2 separate regions of the Pan troglodytes genome follow, and region 1 is linked to region 2. A link is a contact called in public HiChIP or PLAC-seq data. All regions are on one chromosome and are shown on one strand. Each heading gives the region's core, a stretch centred on a gene start, on an enhancer-like site or on the middle of the called end of the contact. The rest is flanking DNA. Distances are from core to core; before and after follow the strand shown.

Region 1 (3,280 bases), core at 177-2,676, 300 kb before region 2:
ATTCAGATCCTAGAATTGGATCTTTCCTTTGTCATTTACTAATAAAGCACTTATCCACTCTGAATCTCAATTCTTCATCTGTAAAATATTATTATGCGTCTTAATAATATGAAGATTAAAAACCTAGCTCAAATGTATTCCAAATATTTAATGAATATTCACTGATTTTTACTACTACTAGCTCTCTTATTCTTTTTTATTTTTAATTGGCTCAATTTGTGTTACTTTGAAGCCAAAAGCAAGCCCTCCCCCATATTTCAAAAGTAGTATCTGAGACCAGCCTGGCCAACATAGTGAAACCCCGTCTCTACTAAAAATACAGAAAATTGGCCAGGCGATGGTGGCGGGCGCCTGTAATCCCAGATACTCTGAGGCTGAGGCAGGAGAATCACTTGAACCTGGGAGGCGGAGGTTGCAGTGAGCCAAGATCGCGCCACTGAACTCCAGCCTGGGCGACAGTGCGAGACTCTGCCTCAAAAAAAAAAAAAAAAAAGGAAAGAAAAAAGAAAAAGAAAAGCAGTATCTCCTATTAACAAAGAAAGTCGAGCAAAAACTGACCTGGGACCGCTTTAATAAATACGGACTCCAGGAGGGAGATACTGAGACCAGAGTCGGTCCCACAGTATATTCGTATCAGATTTGGGGCTTAGAAACTTCTAAACTCTGAGCGCCCATAAGCAGGATGAGATTCTGCCTTGTACATGGTCGTAGCTCCAGGGGACAGAATAACGGCTTACACATAAAAGTGACAGAATACTGAACATTAGCTAACGGATGCTACGCTGCCTGAAGGTAAGTCTAGTGCTATTTCCAATATCTCCGAGACTTGGTTTTTTCACAGGAAAATGGAGATTAAAAATAATGCCCATAGGTATGAGCTAAGAGGAGTGTAAACAAAACAAAATAAAAAGCAATGCCCAGTGATTGGAGGATTTGATGAGATGATGCCCGCGAGGTGCTTGGCACGGAGTTTGACACAAGAACTCAGTGTTGGTGAATGCACGAATGCAGGTACCCAGCGACAGGGAGGTGCTGTGAGTGGATTCACCCTGGCTTCGCTGCGGCTGGGAGTGGGCGCTGCTAGTAAGAGATCTCGCCTCCAAGCTCCTTCCGTGGGCAGGAAAAAACGGAAGCTCCCAGAAAGAGGAAAGACAGGACCCGAGCGGGGTTTCAGGCAGATGGAGCGCGTCGGTAGCCTGTGGCCAGGGATCCCAGCACCGAGGGGAAAGAGGAGGCCTGGGTACCCTGCGCCCCGGGCGCGCGCGGCGCGTGAGGTGAGGGGGAGGGCGCGGCTCCGCACCAGCCAGCGGCCGCCTGGCGCCCAGCCGCATCTCGGGGGGCGGGGCTGAGCCTCCGGGCCGCAGTGCGATTGGCGGAGGCGAGTGGGTGACGCCAACGGCCGGCGCGAGGCCCCGCCCCCGGCTTGCCCCGCCCCCGCGCGCGCCGGCGGCGGGGCAGCCTCGCTCTGGCTCGCGCCGCGCCCCCGCGCCCATTCCGCGCGTCAGTCGGTCCCTAGCGCGGCTGCGGGGCGGAGAGCTGCGGCTGGCCCAGCGCGCCCACCTGAGGAGGCGGAGGGGTCCGCAGGCGTCGCGGGACGAGGAGATCGGAGCCGGGAGACTCGCGCAGCGCCATGGCCCCCATTGGCCTCAAAGCTGTGGTCGGAGAGAGTAAGTGGAGCCGGGATCCTTCCAGCAGGCGGGGACTGCGGCTCCCGAGGAGCCCCGCGCGGCCCCTGCCGGCAGCGCCCAGGCCTCCGAGCGGGCTGCCGGCCCTGCGCCCCGGGCCTGAGGCTCCTGGTCCGTGGGGTCCCGTTATTCAGGCGCCGCCCGCGCGAGAGGAAGGCTTGCCCCGCTCTCCCCTCCCTCACCTCATGTTTCACCCCAGCCCTCCCCCTGCAGCCCGCCCTCCTCCCTCCCCATCCTCCTTCCTCGCGGTCCCTGTCTCCCTTTTCCCTGCATCCTCCTTCCCCTCCATCCCTCCCTCCCTCTCTTCCCTTCACCCCCCTTTCTCTCCCCTCGCCCCATCCTTCCCCCTTCCCCCACCCCTCCCTCACCCCACTCTCTCCATCCCGCCTCTCCCCCATCCCACCCTCCTTCCCCCTCTTTCACCCCCAACACCCGTCCCTCTCCTTCATCTCGCCTCTACCCCCTGCAGCCCGTCACCCTCCCCCGCACCCCCATCCTCACCCCCGTTACCTTCCCCTCAGTCCCCTCTCCCCTTCCTCGTCTTTATTCCTTGAGCGCCCAGACTCCGCTCCCTTTTCCTGCAGTCCCTCCTCCTCCCCACCCTCCTGGGTGAGTCGTGACGAGCGAGATCCTGGCCTGCGTCCTCCTCCCCCGCCCCGGGCCGCGCCGCGGTCCCTGGCTGCGAGACCCACCTGGGAGACTAGGCGCAGTGGCTCGGCCTGGGGAGGAGACGCCTGTTTTCCGGAGGCTGAGCTCTGCTGGGCCGGGGCCACCTCACTCCTCCCCTTCCCGGGGCTTGGCTTCCAGGGCGGGGACTTATCAGGATCCTGAACCCCTGAAATCACTCGGGAGATGAGGAGAGCTTCGGTGTCCGCCGCCCAGCGCCGCAGTCTGCAATCTCCCTGCTTGCGGGGCTCTGCCCTGCCGTGGCCGAACGCTTCAGGAGCTCAGACCACGGTGGCAGGGAGGAAATGGTTGTTTATGGGTTTGGATGAAAGGCACCACATGAATGGATTTTTAAAAATGGGTGGCGGCGAGTGGCGGCCGCAGCGGAGCGAGGGCTGATGGTGGGTGACATTTGCAAAACGGCATCCACAGTGCTAAATAAGATTGGTGATATGTGTGGAAAAACAGTGCCTCGTCAATATTTTGGCACTGTTTTTCTTTATAACAAAAAAATGTGTAAGGATTGCTGTGGCTTTTGCTATCTCTTTGGGGATTAAGTGAAGATTAAAACTGGGCTTTTCTCTGTAGGAGAGGATAAGAAAGGAAAAAGAATAAAATGGTGGAAATTTAGTTTCCTTTCCAATGATTCTCTCCTATCATAGCGCGCGCTCGCTGTGGAATGCTTTTGGCCATGTAGTGTTCTTGTTGGGCACCATAGCTGTTTTATTTCCCCTCTCCATTCTTTTCATTGATATATAGGAAATACTCCTACTGAGGAATCTAGTTGTAAAACCTTATCTCACCTATTACATCAGAAGAAAATTGTTATAAAAACTGAACACCAAATAAAACAAAATTTTAAAAGGTGCTCATCGTAACACCTTCATTGTACCCATGCAGTACGGGTTCTGATACTTGTACTCGAGATG
Region 2 (3,070 bases), core at 141-2,640:
CCCGGAGATAACACTGTTATCATCCCCACATTCTAGATAAGGAAAGCAGTTTGGAGTGAAGTGTGTAGTACAAGGCCATACAGCAAAGAAGCAGCACAGTGGGGCCTTAAATACCGGCTGGAAAGCCCATATTCCTAACTGGAGGCTGGGGTGTACTGTGCGACCTATGGCTCTCCATCCCTCTGGGCCTGTTTCCTCCTCTACAAACTGGGGACTGATAATGCCCACCATGTGAACTTACGGGAGGGGGGCAGTGAAAACGTTCTGTATACTGTAAAGTGCTGTGCACATGACAACGGGAAAGTGGTGCCTCAGAAGGGCCACCAGCCCCTTCAGCCTAGGACCAGGGCTGCCTAGTGTGGCCCCGCCTCCTCCCCACTCCCAGCTGACTCAGTGGCTGTCCCCTGGTGATCCGGATCTGGGTCAGCAGGCCAGGTGGCACAAGGAGATTGGAGCAAAGGTCACTCAAGAAATGGTTTTAATAATTGAAAAGCTGGTGCCTGGAGGCTACCGCCTCCAGAAACCATGTGCCAAAGGCCATTGGAACCAGGAAGCTCTTCTAGCCATCTGGCCTAGACCCAGCCTGGGGCTGGCCCTGCTGGCAGACTTAGTGAATGCCCCTACCACCACCAAGCCTCCCAGGAGGGGAAGGGCTTGGTGGCAGCAGAACTGTGGGCTAGTCACTGGGTAGTGGGCCACCCTGGTCACCACCTGTGTCTCTCTGGGCTCCAGGTTTCTAGACTCGAGGCACAAGTCCCTAGGCCACCCTTCAGAAGCCACCAAGCAGTTGGCTGGTGCTCTTCGAAAATCAGAAGTGGGAAAGTGGCCCCCACCCCCTACCCCATCACCCCACCTGCCCCGGTGCATCCTGCCTGAGGCCCACCATTTTCTGCCCGCAAGCTAAGTCAGCTTCTAAAAATAAGTCTTTTCTGTGTGGCCAGCTGTGCAGGGGAGGGAGTTCTGCCTGGCACCTGCTCCCCTGCCCATGAGGAACCAGAGACCTTGACTCAGGCAGTCGAGATGAACTGCCCCCCACATCCAGCTCTCTCTCTCACAGCCCGGGGCTTCTGCAGTAAAGACAAGAGCGGCTGAACTGAACTTCACAACCCCAATTCCACGTAGGCTTTGCCTGGTGAGCTCGTAGCGTTACCTCCGTTTTACAGGGATAGCAAGGTACTGACACTTCAGAGTGGATGCCACCCGCCTGGGGCCACACGGTCTGCAAGAACAGGGCTGGACTTTGAGGCCATTCTGCCCTTCTCTGCTCAGCAGTAGGGAGGTCAGAAGTGGCAGTGGGTCCTGGGGTGGAGAGGCTGCTGAGCTGCTCCGCCAGTCGGGGCCTCTGCGTTCCCTGGAAGTCCTCCTTCTTCCCACTTACCGGAGCCTTCATGCTGTCGCTGTCCCTCAGTAGTCTAGGGGCTGCTGTCTCCAGGGCTGGGGCTGGGAAGGGGTGGGAGCCGGGCACCTGCCAAGACCCAGAAACAAACTCAGAGCCGGGAGGGGTAAGGCAGGTGGGGTTCTAAGCTATAGGGAAAACTGAGGCAGGAGAGGGTACAGGCCGGGGTGAAAGCACATGGCACCCGGGAATCCAACCCCTTGACGTCTCCAAACACCGGAAGGCAATGTCCCCATCCTAAAGGAGCAGGAATCAGCGACCTTTGCGAGACCTCCTGCCAACCCAATTCCCAGGGCGCAGATGGGGAGGAAGAGGCAGCGAGGGGGCGCCCCCAGCTCAAGGTCACCCATCAGGTCTGGGGCAGAGAGAGCCAGAAGCCCGGAATTCCACCCCATCCATCCTACCTCTCTACCCGGGGGACGAATGGAGAGGCCGGGGGAGGGCAGGACGTGGGTTTTTCACCGCCCTTCCAGATTCCACTGCCGCATCTCCCGGCCGAATGCTAACCGGGCGTGCAGGCTGGGGTTCGCAGGAGGCTCGCGATCCGCCGCTCGGAGCTCCATGGCCCCCGGGCCGGACCGACTGGGCTGGAAGCTGATCCGCGCGGCCAGAGGCAGGGGGCGGGGCCGGGGCCGGGGCCGGCGAGGAGGGGCGGAGACTTGCGCGCCGGGGGCGGGGCCTGCGCGCCGCAGGCGGATCCTACGAGCGCGGCCTGCGCGACCTGGGGAGGGCTCTGCGCGGCCGGGACGGGGCGGGACGTGAATGGCTGGCGGCGAGGCCTCCAGCTAGGGGCGGGGCCTCAGGGCCGGGGGCGGGGCTTCAAAGCCGGGGCGGAGTCTGAGTACCAGCATCTCCCTTTTCGGTCCTCCGGAATTTCCAGCAGGCTCCTGCCTGGGCGAGGCTGTCGGGCCGCAGGGGAAAGAGACCTAGAGGGTGTCGGGGGCCACCGGGCAGTGGCGGCCTGGCTGTCCGGACTTGAGTGTCTCCATTTCTGAAATGGTGGTTGGGGAGGGAAATTAAGCAGGGCTTCGGGTCAGGCAGCCCACGTTTCAACTGGTAGGATTGCTGCATTTATCAAGTAAGATACAGAACGCCCAGTGACACTGGAAATTCAGATAAACAACGAATACATGAGTTATTTTCAATATGATTATTTTATTATGATTATGTCAGTGTGACAGTCACCTGAGCCTGTTTTTCTCCTCTGAGACACACGTGTAGAGGCAGCTCCTGTCACAGCCAGGATTCGAACCCAGGAAGTTTCACTCCAGACCCGGGGCTGTGACCACCTACTCTTACCTCTCGAAGGCTCCCTCGCTGGAATGTCCTCCAAATCCAAGTCAAGTCAGCTCAGGCCCCAGGCAGATGCTGCAGTGTGTCCTATTGGGGTCCCTTGGGATCTCAGAGGCAACTGCCTTCAAGCGCCAGGCTGGTGGCAGAAAGCACTGGGACAGTAGCAGGGGTGGGCCTATGGGGAAGTGAGAGGGCACACTTCCTGTCTAGGATTTTTTTTTTTTCTTTTGAGACAGAGTCTCTCTCTGTTGCCTAGGCTGGAGTGCAGTGGCGCCATCCTGGCTCACTGCAACCTCCGCCTCCTGGGTTCAAGCAATTTTCAGCTAACTTTTGTATTTTTAGTAGAGACAGGGTTTCACCATGTTGGCCAGGCTGGTATCG

The links. HiChIP or PLAC-seq counts read pairs in DNA pulled down with a chosen protein or histone mark.
Region 1: an H3K4me3 HiChIP or PLAC-seq map of stem cell-derived excitatory neurons shows a contact between it and region 2, with 5 times the contacts expected there. The contact joins the promoter of STXBP1 here to the promoter of ST6GALNAC4 in region 2. A contact is called at or near these places in 1 of 7 Hi-C or Micro-C datasets (stem cell-derived neural progenitor cells) and 1 of 1 datasets of contacts at active chromatin or transcription factors (stem cell-derived excitatory neurons).

What each region holds. Positions count from the first base shown.
Region 1 is chr11:10,841,713-10,844,992 of NHGRI_mPanTro3-v2.0_pri, reverse strand. It overlaps STXBP1 (syntaxin binding protein 1), which reads left to right and starts at 1,426. Exons shown (of 19, transcript XM_016961721.3): 1 at 1,426-1,667. The coding sequence starts at 1,631.
Region 2 is chr11:10,538,089-10,541,158 of NHGRI_mPanTro3-v2.0_pri, reverse strand. ST6GALNAC4 (ST6 N-acetylgalactosaminide alpha-2,6-sialyltransferase 4) reads right to left here and starts at 1,390. Exons shown (of 5, transcript NM_001193678.1): 1 at 1,379-1,390. The coding sequence starts at 1,390.